Regions from separate parts of the Mus musculus genome. Here region 2 is linked to region 1. Evidence: chromatin contacts called from public Hi-C data. All regions are on one chromosome and are shown on one strand. The core of a region is the stretch at or near the end of the contact, and the rest is flanking DNA. Distances in the headings are between cores, read along the strand shown.

Region 1 (5,078 bases), core at 1,882-4,381:
TCAAGGGGTCACACTGGGTCGCTCATGAGGGATATCTGCCAGCTATAGTGAATCATGCACACAGCTCTTTTTAATCAGAATAACACCACTATAATTTTTCTGTTTCCTATAAAACAAATTTGAACCTAAAAATACTGTCTTTTGGGAATTTGGCTTTCTACACTTAAAAAATAGCATAAACATCTTCTTCAGTGATTTGATTCTCTGGACTTGACCTGTGTAATGTACTTACAGATACTGATGTTATGACTCAGGATTCTAAGTGTAAAGTCCATACGGGGTTTATTGGATGGCATTGTGTAGTAATTCATGATTTCAGAAGTGTCATGGGTACACACTTGTGATCAAAGGTAAGGACACAGTTTCATTTTGCTTTTCCTACTCCACAGACAGGCCCCGGGGGAGAGACAGTAGTTCCTGCAATTCTCAGGATGTTTCAGTGTCACATCGTCAGTGTTCAGATGAGACAATCATTCATTTGAGTGTCCTCCTCCCAACAGTGTGTTCACCTTACCTCCCTACATCAGGATAGGGTATGAGGCCTTGCGTTTATGATGCAGGTTGGCCAGCAGAATGAGGGTTTCATTAAGTTCCTTCATTACCTTGACCATAGGGAAATTAGTTTTATATAATTGTATCCGACGACAATAACTGCCTTTGAATGAGGGATGAGCATTGGTCACATGATCAGCTGTTAGCACTGGTAGAAAATGACAATCACATCCCCTGAGTGTTTCTAGGTAAAGCTGTGGCTTGAAGAAATGGATATGGTACAACCATCATGCAACACAGTAATGGAAGGGATTTTTATTTATTTAGATTTGGGTTGATTCCAACAGGGCTTCCTTTGCAACATCTGTGAACTTCATTAGTCGAAGCATAAAACTCGACTGAAAGGCATTTTGAGAATAGTTTTAAGGCTGCCATAGGGCTATGGAAAATAACCACAATCACAGACAGAAATGCATAAAGTTAGATAAGAATTTTGATTTTAAAAAGCTAAATAGATCAGGAAATATTTTCGATGGAACTCATTTTAGTTTATGATTTACATTTGTTTTAGATTTTGTTTCATCTGACTTCCTTAACATTGGAAATATTTTTGGAATATATAAAAATAAATACATGAAATATTCCTATTTCATACTAATCTTTTAAGTAACTGAACATCTATTTTGCCAATTTATTTTTAATTGCATAAACCATGGAAAGCATTTATATTCATAAAAATGTCTGGTGACCTGTGTTATACTAGAACATCCCCATGTGCTGACAGAAATGTCTGAAATAACCCCTAAGGGCTTTGACGTGGTAAAAATCATTGGACGGAGCACAGGGTCCCCAATGAAGGAGCTAGAGAAAATACCCAAGAAGCTGAAGGGGTTTGCAGCCCCATAGGAGGAATAACAATATGAACTAACCAGTACCCCCCGAGCTCCCTGGAACTAAACCAACAATCAAAGAAAACACATGGTGGCACCCATGGCTCTAGCTGCATACGTTTCAGAGGATGGCCTACTTGGTCATCAATGGGAGGAGAGGCCCTTGGTCCTGTGAAGGTTCTATGCCCCAGTGTAGGGGAATGCCAGGGCTAGAAAGTGGGAGTGGGTGAGTTGAGGAGCAGGGGTAGGGGGGAGGGGATAGGGGATTTTCAGAGAGAAAACTAGGAAAGGGGACAACATTTGAAATGTAAATAAAAAATATCTAATAAAAAGAGTTATTGAATTAGAAAACAAGCAAACAAACAAAAAGGAATGTTTCTAGATTTGTTGTCTCTGTGTTTTGAAGTTTCTGATTAATAAGTTGGAAGAAAACAAAATATACATGTCTGCTGGGGCCTGAGAAAGAGAAGAGATGTGTGAGAGAGAAGAGAAAGGCACTGGTTTCTTTTCCAGACTTGGGTTCTCTTTCCTGCACCCACATCTGGTGTCTCACACTCACACTGCAACTCCGATAGCATAGGGTTCTGAAAAACTTTCCTGGCCCCCAGGGTCACATGTTGTACATGTGCTTTCAAGTTTTGCTAGCTCTGCTCACATTTGGTTTCGATTTCTGAAATTTGATAGAAACAAAAGCATCAGCCTATCAGGTTGTTGTTTGGTGTGGGAACCCCATAAGAACTTCTTGATGAGCCTCCCAATCACAAAGACATTTTCCCCACTCTTGCACTCAGCCATTTACTACCCTTCCATTATCTGGCATACAAGCTCTTCAAATTGTCAATGTAATCCTGTCGTGCACCAGGCCTCTTCAGTGATTGTGACTCACAAGAAAATAGAAATAGAGAAACCTAGACAGTCTGTAGGTCACAGCCTGGATCATCATGCTTGGAACACCACGTTAGATAGGGTGGCAACAAAAATAAAAATGCATGATTCAGTCCTTTAAATACCTACTGTCTTTCACTTTCTGCTTAGTGCCATATTTGCTCACTATTATAAACTCTACAGAGTTCTGTGATGGGCTGCATCTAGTTCTCATGAGTGATCGAAGTGATGGAGACAATGATAGGCCTAGGATAAAGGATACTGAGACCTGAGCTGGTTGTAGATGAAGCTGTTGCTATCTCAGCTTTGCTGACTTAACAATCACTTGAGTTTTCTGACCTGTAATTAAAACATTATTCATGTTTTAATCTGTGCTCTCATGTCCTATGCAACAACCTGCTTTAGAAGGAGTAGTGAAAAGGTTCAGACCCAGTTCTTGGCCTGAAGAGCTAGTTTTGAATCTCTGCCGTTATTCCTTAGCTTCATGACCATCTCCTTACATTCACACTGGAGTTCCATGCTCCACTTTATTGCTGTTTAGATTTAGCCACATCGTATTTAAATCCAAAGGTCTAATGTAAATGTCATAAATTTGTTCTGGAGCATTTCATCACACCTACAGATCAACAGATATCTGAGCAGTGTTTTCTCTTCAGACTCAGGCTACCTACAGCCTTTCTCTAGCAGGTCACTGGCCAAGGCTTTTTTGCCTGCACCTGGGTACTGAGAACCTTTCTCTTATAATTCCACACCTTTGCCCTGTAGCTTAGCACTAATGCCAGCAGACAGCGATGAACCAAGAGCCCCAGGCTATGTGAAATGAGGACTACTCTGGATTAAATTGTTGTGCTCAAAAAATAAAGAATGAGTCAGAGCATGCCTAATTCCACAGGAAGGAGATTCGTCGCAGCAGAAAACATGTGGAGCTCATTTGGTCAGAAAGGAAATATTAACATCGAGAATTCCACATTGACTCCAACTCCTTCACATTTGTTGGATCCCTGACAGAGCCTTGTTGTGTTTCAGCATAAACATGGTAGGGACATTACAATAGGATGTTATGAAAATGTGAATCAAGAATGACTATCGTTACAGCAAACGCTTGTGCTTTATACATTGTTCCGAACTCCATCCTCGTAAGGAGCCTGTACTGATACAGGGCTCAGGGATTTTGAGAGATTTGAAACAAGAAGTGATTTTTACATAATGTTCTCTCATGTTCCATTCTGGCTGAATTCTGTAACATTCCTTTAAAAATAATGTACACTTGGAGTGAAGCAGACAAATACATTTCCTTCAATAATGTGGAAGTCAGCTGTAGTTGTTTTACATGAATAATTGATTTTTTTTTAGTGTCCTATTTACTGCTAACAATCTTTTTGTTATTCAGATATTGAAATTGCCTCAAAGCATTCATTTTAGGGAAGATTCTGCAATCACTTTGTACCCTTCCCTTTCCTACATTGCTGCCCTTTCTTGTGTGAAACTGATTTCTGTATCTGTAGACTTGCTCCCAAGCTCTCCATTGTCCCATCTCTTTCTCCATAGCCTTAGAGACAATGTAACCTTGTTTATCCACACCCTTTAGTCTTGTGTGTGTGTGTGTCTGTGTGTGTGTGTGTGCATATGCACGCATGTATCAATGATTTCCTGTGATGTTTGTATAGAAGGTCTTTACAAACAATTTGAAAGAGTACAAGAAGTCAAGGCATAAGAATGACTCTGATCGGGATCGTTGAATGCTAATCTACTTTATTTAGGAAGGAATACTTAAAGAGGTTGTATAATCTGCTAATTTTTTCAGAGTTATCAGCTCATCTGAAGCACCTAGCATTGTAAAAGATGAAAAACAGCACAGTTGACATCACTTGAGCTACTTTAATATCCTTTGACACTGATTTCATGTTAATTGAACATTTTACAAATACTTTTAAATGAACTATTTTATAAAGAAGAAATCAAAACATCCTAAGGGTTTATGAATTGATTGATGGGTAAAGATGATGTAGTACACAAAATAGTATGTAGCTGTAAAAACAAGCAGCTATATGTGACAAAATGGTTTGAATTAATGATTATGTTAACAACAATAATAACAACAACAGCAATAACATTACAAGTAGTTCATGATCTTAATTACATCTACAATCTGACACAGTTGCCTCCATAGCATTTGAGAGTAGAAAGGTGTTGCTGGAGACCTGGGCAAGTGTGGACTGGAAAGAGGTCAGGAGTTAGTGGGTCATCAGAATTTATTTATTTCTGATTGTATCTGTAGATTTGCTCCCGAACTATAAACACACTCACCCCTTAAACACTAAAGTCTGGACTCACTGTTTTGTTTGAAATTTCTGAAGTGTAAAATATAAAGATCTTAGAAAAGTATACTCCAATGGAATGATCTAATGACATATATGAGTTATATACATTTCATAGCTATCTATACATACTACACGCACATGTACTTATAAAAATGATTTTTAAAATCTTGTCATCCAAAATAATTAGTTGCATACCAACAAATTTCACAGCTGAAATCTGTTTCACTGTTCCCCAAATTCTCATTGTTTTAAAATTTCAGTTTTTCATGTTTATCAGGAACTCTATGGCAGCCCAGGCATGGTCCTAGCCCATGCTATTTCTTAAAGACTCCAGTGTCAGGTGAACTCTCCTGTTTGGTCAGAGCTGAAGATAAAGAATGCTGCGGTCATGAAATTCTTCAGAGCTGCACAGGAAGTCTATTCTATTTCTTTCATTTTAACTGGTAATCAGTAATTTTTTTTTCATTGTACTATTTCTCGTACTGTAGTT
Region 2 (5,313 bases), core at 42-2,541, 470 kb before region 1:
GAAGGTATTTAATGGGAGGCTTGTTTACAGGGTTAGTAGCTTAGTCTATTATCACCATGCCAAGGATCGGTAGACATGCAGACAGACACGGCATTGGAGAAGTAGCCGAGTGTTCTATATCCTGATCCACAGGTAGCAAGGAGAGAGACACTGGTTCCGGTTGAACCTTTGAAACCACCCCTGGCCATATAGTTCCTCCAACGAGGCAGCCCTTGTTCCAACAAGGCCACCCCTTCTAGCTCTCCTTAGTTCACCAGGTGGGGACCAAGCATGGAAGTATAAGAGTCTATGGGAGCCCCTCTCACTGAAGCCACCACACTCTTGCTCATAACCCAGAGCTCACCCACTGGCTAGACTGGCTGACTGACCTGACACAGGAATTCCCTTGCTTTGCCTCCCCAGTGCTGGTACAGCAAGATTTTTTTATAGGTATGCAGGGGATTTGAACTCAGATCCTCATACTTGCACTACAAGTGTTTTATCAGCCGAGCCTTCTCCTCAGTCCCGGAAACCTGACAATGTTGAGACTCCCCCTGGGAGTGGTAAAAGCTTTTATTCTCCCTTCATTTTAATCTGGGATTATCTGCTTTCGTCTTTAAAATGAGGAGATGTACTGTGAAGGTGAACAGGTCAAGTCAGGTTGTCTGCTGAAGGAACATTCCATAATATCCCAGAATAAGTTTTGCCCTGCATTCACTGGCCTTGACTATGGGAACTTCCCGTGACACTGCTTTGTGCTTGTGCTATTATGTGTTGTTCGAGGGATCTAGCTGCAGATCTAGTTAACTTTCTAAATCAGTTCAGAAATGACTGAACTAAGATAGGAACATGTTCCAGCTGGGCTTTACTTGCGCACACAATCTATTTTAATGTAGAAGGTCAAGAGGTTCGAAGTAGAGGCAGTTGGAGATCTGCAGGCATTGGCTATTCTTCCTGGCTTGGAGCGAGATGGGGCTTTGTGGTAAGAAATTTGAGTGACCTCTGTTGGCTGAGAATAGCCTCTGGATCCTAATTCCGAAGGAAATGGATGCTTTGGCCTTGCATCCTTGCAAAGAAAACCAATGGACGCAGTTTTTTACTCCTTCACAGGCTTCAGACCCAAACTGACACCTGATTTCGCTGTAGCTGCTATCACTTGGCCCTAGTGATAACAGCAGAGATGCCAGTCACACAGGGATAGACTTGTGACTTAGGGAGCTGTGCGGGAGAAATGAGTCTGTCCTACGTTGAGGTGCCGAGTTGTCAGTGGTCCATCCACAGCTCTAGATAACCAGCAGCTTCTGAAGAGCTTGCTCTCTTCCCTGGTGTGGCATCTGGACACTGTCATGAGCTCACGCCCACATCAGCCTGCACTGAGCAGAGTGGAGGTACTCTGGTCACAATGGGTCAGTCTCCAGAAGCCAGGCCTCCTAAGCAAACCACGTTGGATTTGCAGCAGTATCTCATGGACACAGAGTTTCTCTTTCTCATCACCCACCTCACTTCTGGAGTCTTTATGTCACGCTGAGCACATGCACTGTTTGTTCCTTTTAGAAGGCTGAATGTGACCATTTTTAGTACACGGAGCTGTTCTCTGCCTCCTGATAAAAGACTGTTTCTACGAGACACTCACATTCTACAGTGCTTCTGCTTCTATACAGCTTTTCTATCTGCTGTTGCCATTACCCACAGTCAACTGTTTCAAAAAATAATACTCTAAAATTCCACAAACAATCCATCACTTTTAAACTGTGTGCTGTCTGTGTAGCACTTTGAAGTCACACGCTGTTCTTCTTTGTCCCATCAGGATTGTGAATCATATTTCTGTCCAGTGACTCCAACATTAACTCTGCTACCTTCCCACTAGCCACTTAGTATGTGTCTGTGTTATCAGATTGTTGGTTTGTGATACCATAGTAATTGCACTCTGGTAATACTGATTTCACTTAATAGTGGGTCCAAGGCATAAGATAATGCTGTGGAAAACTTGTATATGCCAATGAGAAGTCAGAGATCCATATCATTAAGTCAAAAGATGTACGGTTTTTTTGACTTAATAAGGAAAGAGGAAGACTTATGTTCGAATGTAGTTAAAATTTATGATACTATTGGTAATCTCATATGATACCTAATTTACAAATTAATCTTTATAATGGGTGTATGTATAGAAGAAAAAAACCCACTTCCATAGTATTTATAGAGTTCAGTAATATCTGTGTTCTCAGATGTCCACCAGAAATCTTGGAGGCTATTCCCCAAGAGTAAAGAGATGTGTCACAGAGCTTCGTGGCGCTGTGGCACGGCTGTGGTCAGGAATACTATACAGGAATTCCACATGGAATTCCTCATTGCTTCTCCAGTTGAAGTGGCAACCCAATCACAGCACTTTATGATGAGAATCTTGGGGTGAATTGTAATCTAACTTTTTTTTTTTTTGCCGTTGTAAATACAGCTGCAAATTTTAAATATGTGAAAAGTAAATAAGTGGTCTTGTCAAGCTTCTGATTATGGTCAACAGCAGACGTGCTGTGGTGGATGACAGAAGTAAAAACTGCAGATGAAAACATCCCCGTGGCGATCTTATGCTGTCATCGTTTGAGCACACGTTTCTAAATATAAGCAATGTATCCGCACACGTGAGTCTGAATGATCTTCAATGAACTTGGGAGGCTCTTTCGCAATCTTGGGTCTTTTATTCAGGCTATTTTGTGCTCTGAAACGAAAGGCAGTCTGTGAAGCAGAGTCAAGTGTGAATGCACCTTAAATGATGCCACAAGCAAATGTGAGGGACCTTGGCTTTGCAAATCCAAGGTTCCATATATTTAGGATATTAAATGTTCATATCTTTGTCCTCATACATGTAACCATATACTCTCAGCATGTAAGTCTCCAATTTTATATCCTAGACCCTCAGTATACATCGCAGAGCCAGACAGAAAACAAACACTCAAATTTAGAATAAACTAGATATGACAGTGCCCCTATGCCCATACAAAAGAATTAGTTTTCCTATTTCTTAATGATGAGGGTGAACACAAAGAGACAAAGGTTCCATGGGCCATGGTTATGTACAGTAGATAGGGTTAGAAGTATCCTGGACCCCACAGGCAGTAGGAAGGGAGGTCTCACCATCCTCAAGTTAGCCTTTGTCAAAGGACAGAGGGCAGAAATCCTGCGCACTTGGGAAAAGCCGTGATGTGCTTCCAAGTGCAAAGCAATGCTGGTCCTCCAGTTAAGATTTCAGGAAGGACACACCCACCCAGTCACCTGGATAAACCTCAGCTGGACGTCACCACCTCTCCACGGGCCACCAGCTCTTGACAATTCTTGGGCGAGCTCGGGTGGCACTGTGATGACAGTCTGTAGCTTCCCTGAGCAGCTGCAGGTTGGCTACGCTGACGATGGGATTTTCTAAGCCAGGTGTGGATTTTATTTTGATTTTCATCAGTCTCATAAAACCTCGGATTTAAGGGACATTTAAGGACATGGAAGGCACAATGGAGCATCATTCCTGAAATGGGATATCTGTGCTGGCAATGGGAGTCTTCGTCACATGCTTGGGACGGCATAATTATAATAATACAGACTATGTCGCCTTTTCAGGAGTTGAGAATTCATTTACAGATCTGGTACCATCGCATAGTTTCTGAATGACCTCGGGTTGCTTAATTTTTCTAACCTTAAATTTTCACAGAAATGAGACATTATGCTCTAAATAGGGATTTCTGCAAGGGATCTCTCATTCCTTACTGATGATATTTCTTTCATTTCGGAGGGATCTCTCTCTCTCTCTCTCTTCCTTTGTTAGCTTAAGACTTGTGACACATCCTGCATCGAGTACAAGCTTACCCATCTGGTGAGTATAAGCATGTGTGTTAGTGTCACCCAGCCGCACTTTCCACGGGGAGCGAGCAATAGAGCATTTTATTTATGTGAAGTTCTATGAATGTATACGATGGGTTTCATTTGCAGACCTCATCAGCCCTTATTGTCCCTCCCACCCCTCGCTATGCTGAAACTTCTCTTTTTTTCTAACAAGTCTCAATCTAGGAAGCTTCTTACGGGGAACAGATTTTTTTTTTTTCCTGCTGGAATGGTCAGGGAAGGCCCACCTTTTTCTTCAGAAGTGCCCCCCTGTCTGTTGTACTGAGTTAGTTCCAAGGCAAATTTACAACCTTCCAAGGTTTGACTGACTTGCCATTTGCTCCTGTCAGACACAAAGAAACCCACAGCCAGTTTGGGCACCATAGTGAGAGACTCCATTTTCCCCTGTTTCTTTTTTCTTTTTCTTTTAACCTATTATTGGCTCTTTGTGCTTTCACATCCTGCACCCCAGTCCCACTCATTTCTAATCCCTTCATATCTGCTTTCTGCCCTTTCAACTGTCTCCTCAAAATAAAACAAACAAACAAACAAACAAACAAATAAAAAGCAAAACAACAACAACAACAACAACAACAACCACCCACCTGGCCACCATGGAAGCTGCCGAGTGTGTGTCACAGTGTGTCACACAGCATACTCTTTTGCACAAACAGATTTCTTAGCAAATGTTCATTGCAATGAGTCATTGGTCTGGTCCGAGGCCCCTGGCTTCTGCTATCCTGTCAATGCTGGATCCTCACCAGGACTCATGGAGATCCTACAACGTTGGTTGTGCAGGATCAGCTTCTTCATGTGCTCCAGCAGTGCAGATGTAGAGAAAGGAGGGTGGTGAGGAACAGTCTGATATGAGGGACCTGTACTGCCACCCGAGGCCATGATAATGTTCCAGCCAAGGCAGCTGCCAAGGGCCATGTCTAGGTCTGTGTCAATGTCCGTGATCTATGTTATCACCAAAGGCTATATGGATGCCTCTAGTCTAAGCTGCTGTCTGGGGTCATGCTAATAGTCAAGGACTGCACAGTGTCCTGCCCCTCCCTGGGCACAGCACTCTGGAGAGTAGCCCCTGCATCTCACCTGGACATCACAATAGATCTGGCCTTGGTGGTGTGGGTTCAGGAGAGGTGGCCCAAAAAGTGTCAGTAGAGGAGAGCCAGTCTCCTTTGCCAGAGGCCTAGACAGAAGAGCTTATCCTTCCCTTTCCCTGGGCTGAACAACTCAGCTTCTACCCAAATCCAGATTCAGGGCTCGGAGTTGGCCCAACCCAACATCTACCCCATCTGTGTGTGGACTGCTGGAGCACATGAAGAGAATATTCGGTTTCTTTTTCTCTTCCATCTCTCCACCACATACTTTACCATCATCCATAGTGTCAGGCAGGCCTCTGAATGTCTACCCAATGCACCATGTGGCAGCAGGCTGACCTCTCAAGACTCCATGTCTTCAACAAAA

The links. A called contact is a pair of places that touch in the nucleus more often than the background predicts.
Region 2: a Hi-C map of uterus shows a contact between it and region 1, with 2.4 times the contacts expected there. The contact joins two enhancer-like sites. A contact is called at or near these places in 3 of 484 Hi-C or Micro-C datasets (embryonic fibroblasts, muscle stem cells and uterus) and 1 of 115 datasets of contacts at active chromatin or transcription factors (fibro-adipogenic progenitors).

The regions. Positions count from the first base shown.
Region 1 is chr16:86,764,329-86,769,406 of GRCm38.p6, reverse strand. No RefSeq gene overlaps it. Among named protein-coding and RNA genes, the nearest start is that of Gm32461, 40 kb to the left of the region's middle. Within about 2 kb of position 3,131, at least 27 of the 459 cell types and tissues checked have an H3K27ac peak or open chromatin away from gene starts, as enhancers often do. A contact at or near this core is called in uterus, where this site is marked.
Region 2 is chr16:87,235,304-87,240,616 of GRCm38.p6, reverse strand. No RefSeq gene overlaps it. Among named protein-coding and RNA genes, the nearest start is that of Gm41484, 8.7 kb to the left of the region's middle. Within about 2 kb of position 1,291, at least 7 of the 459 cell types and tissues checked have an H3K27ac peak or open chromatin away from gene starts, as enhancers often do. A contact at or near this core is called in uterus, where this site is marked.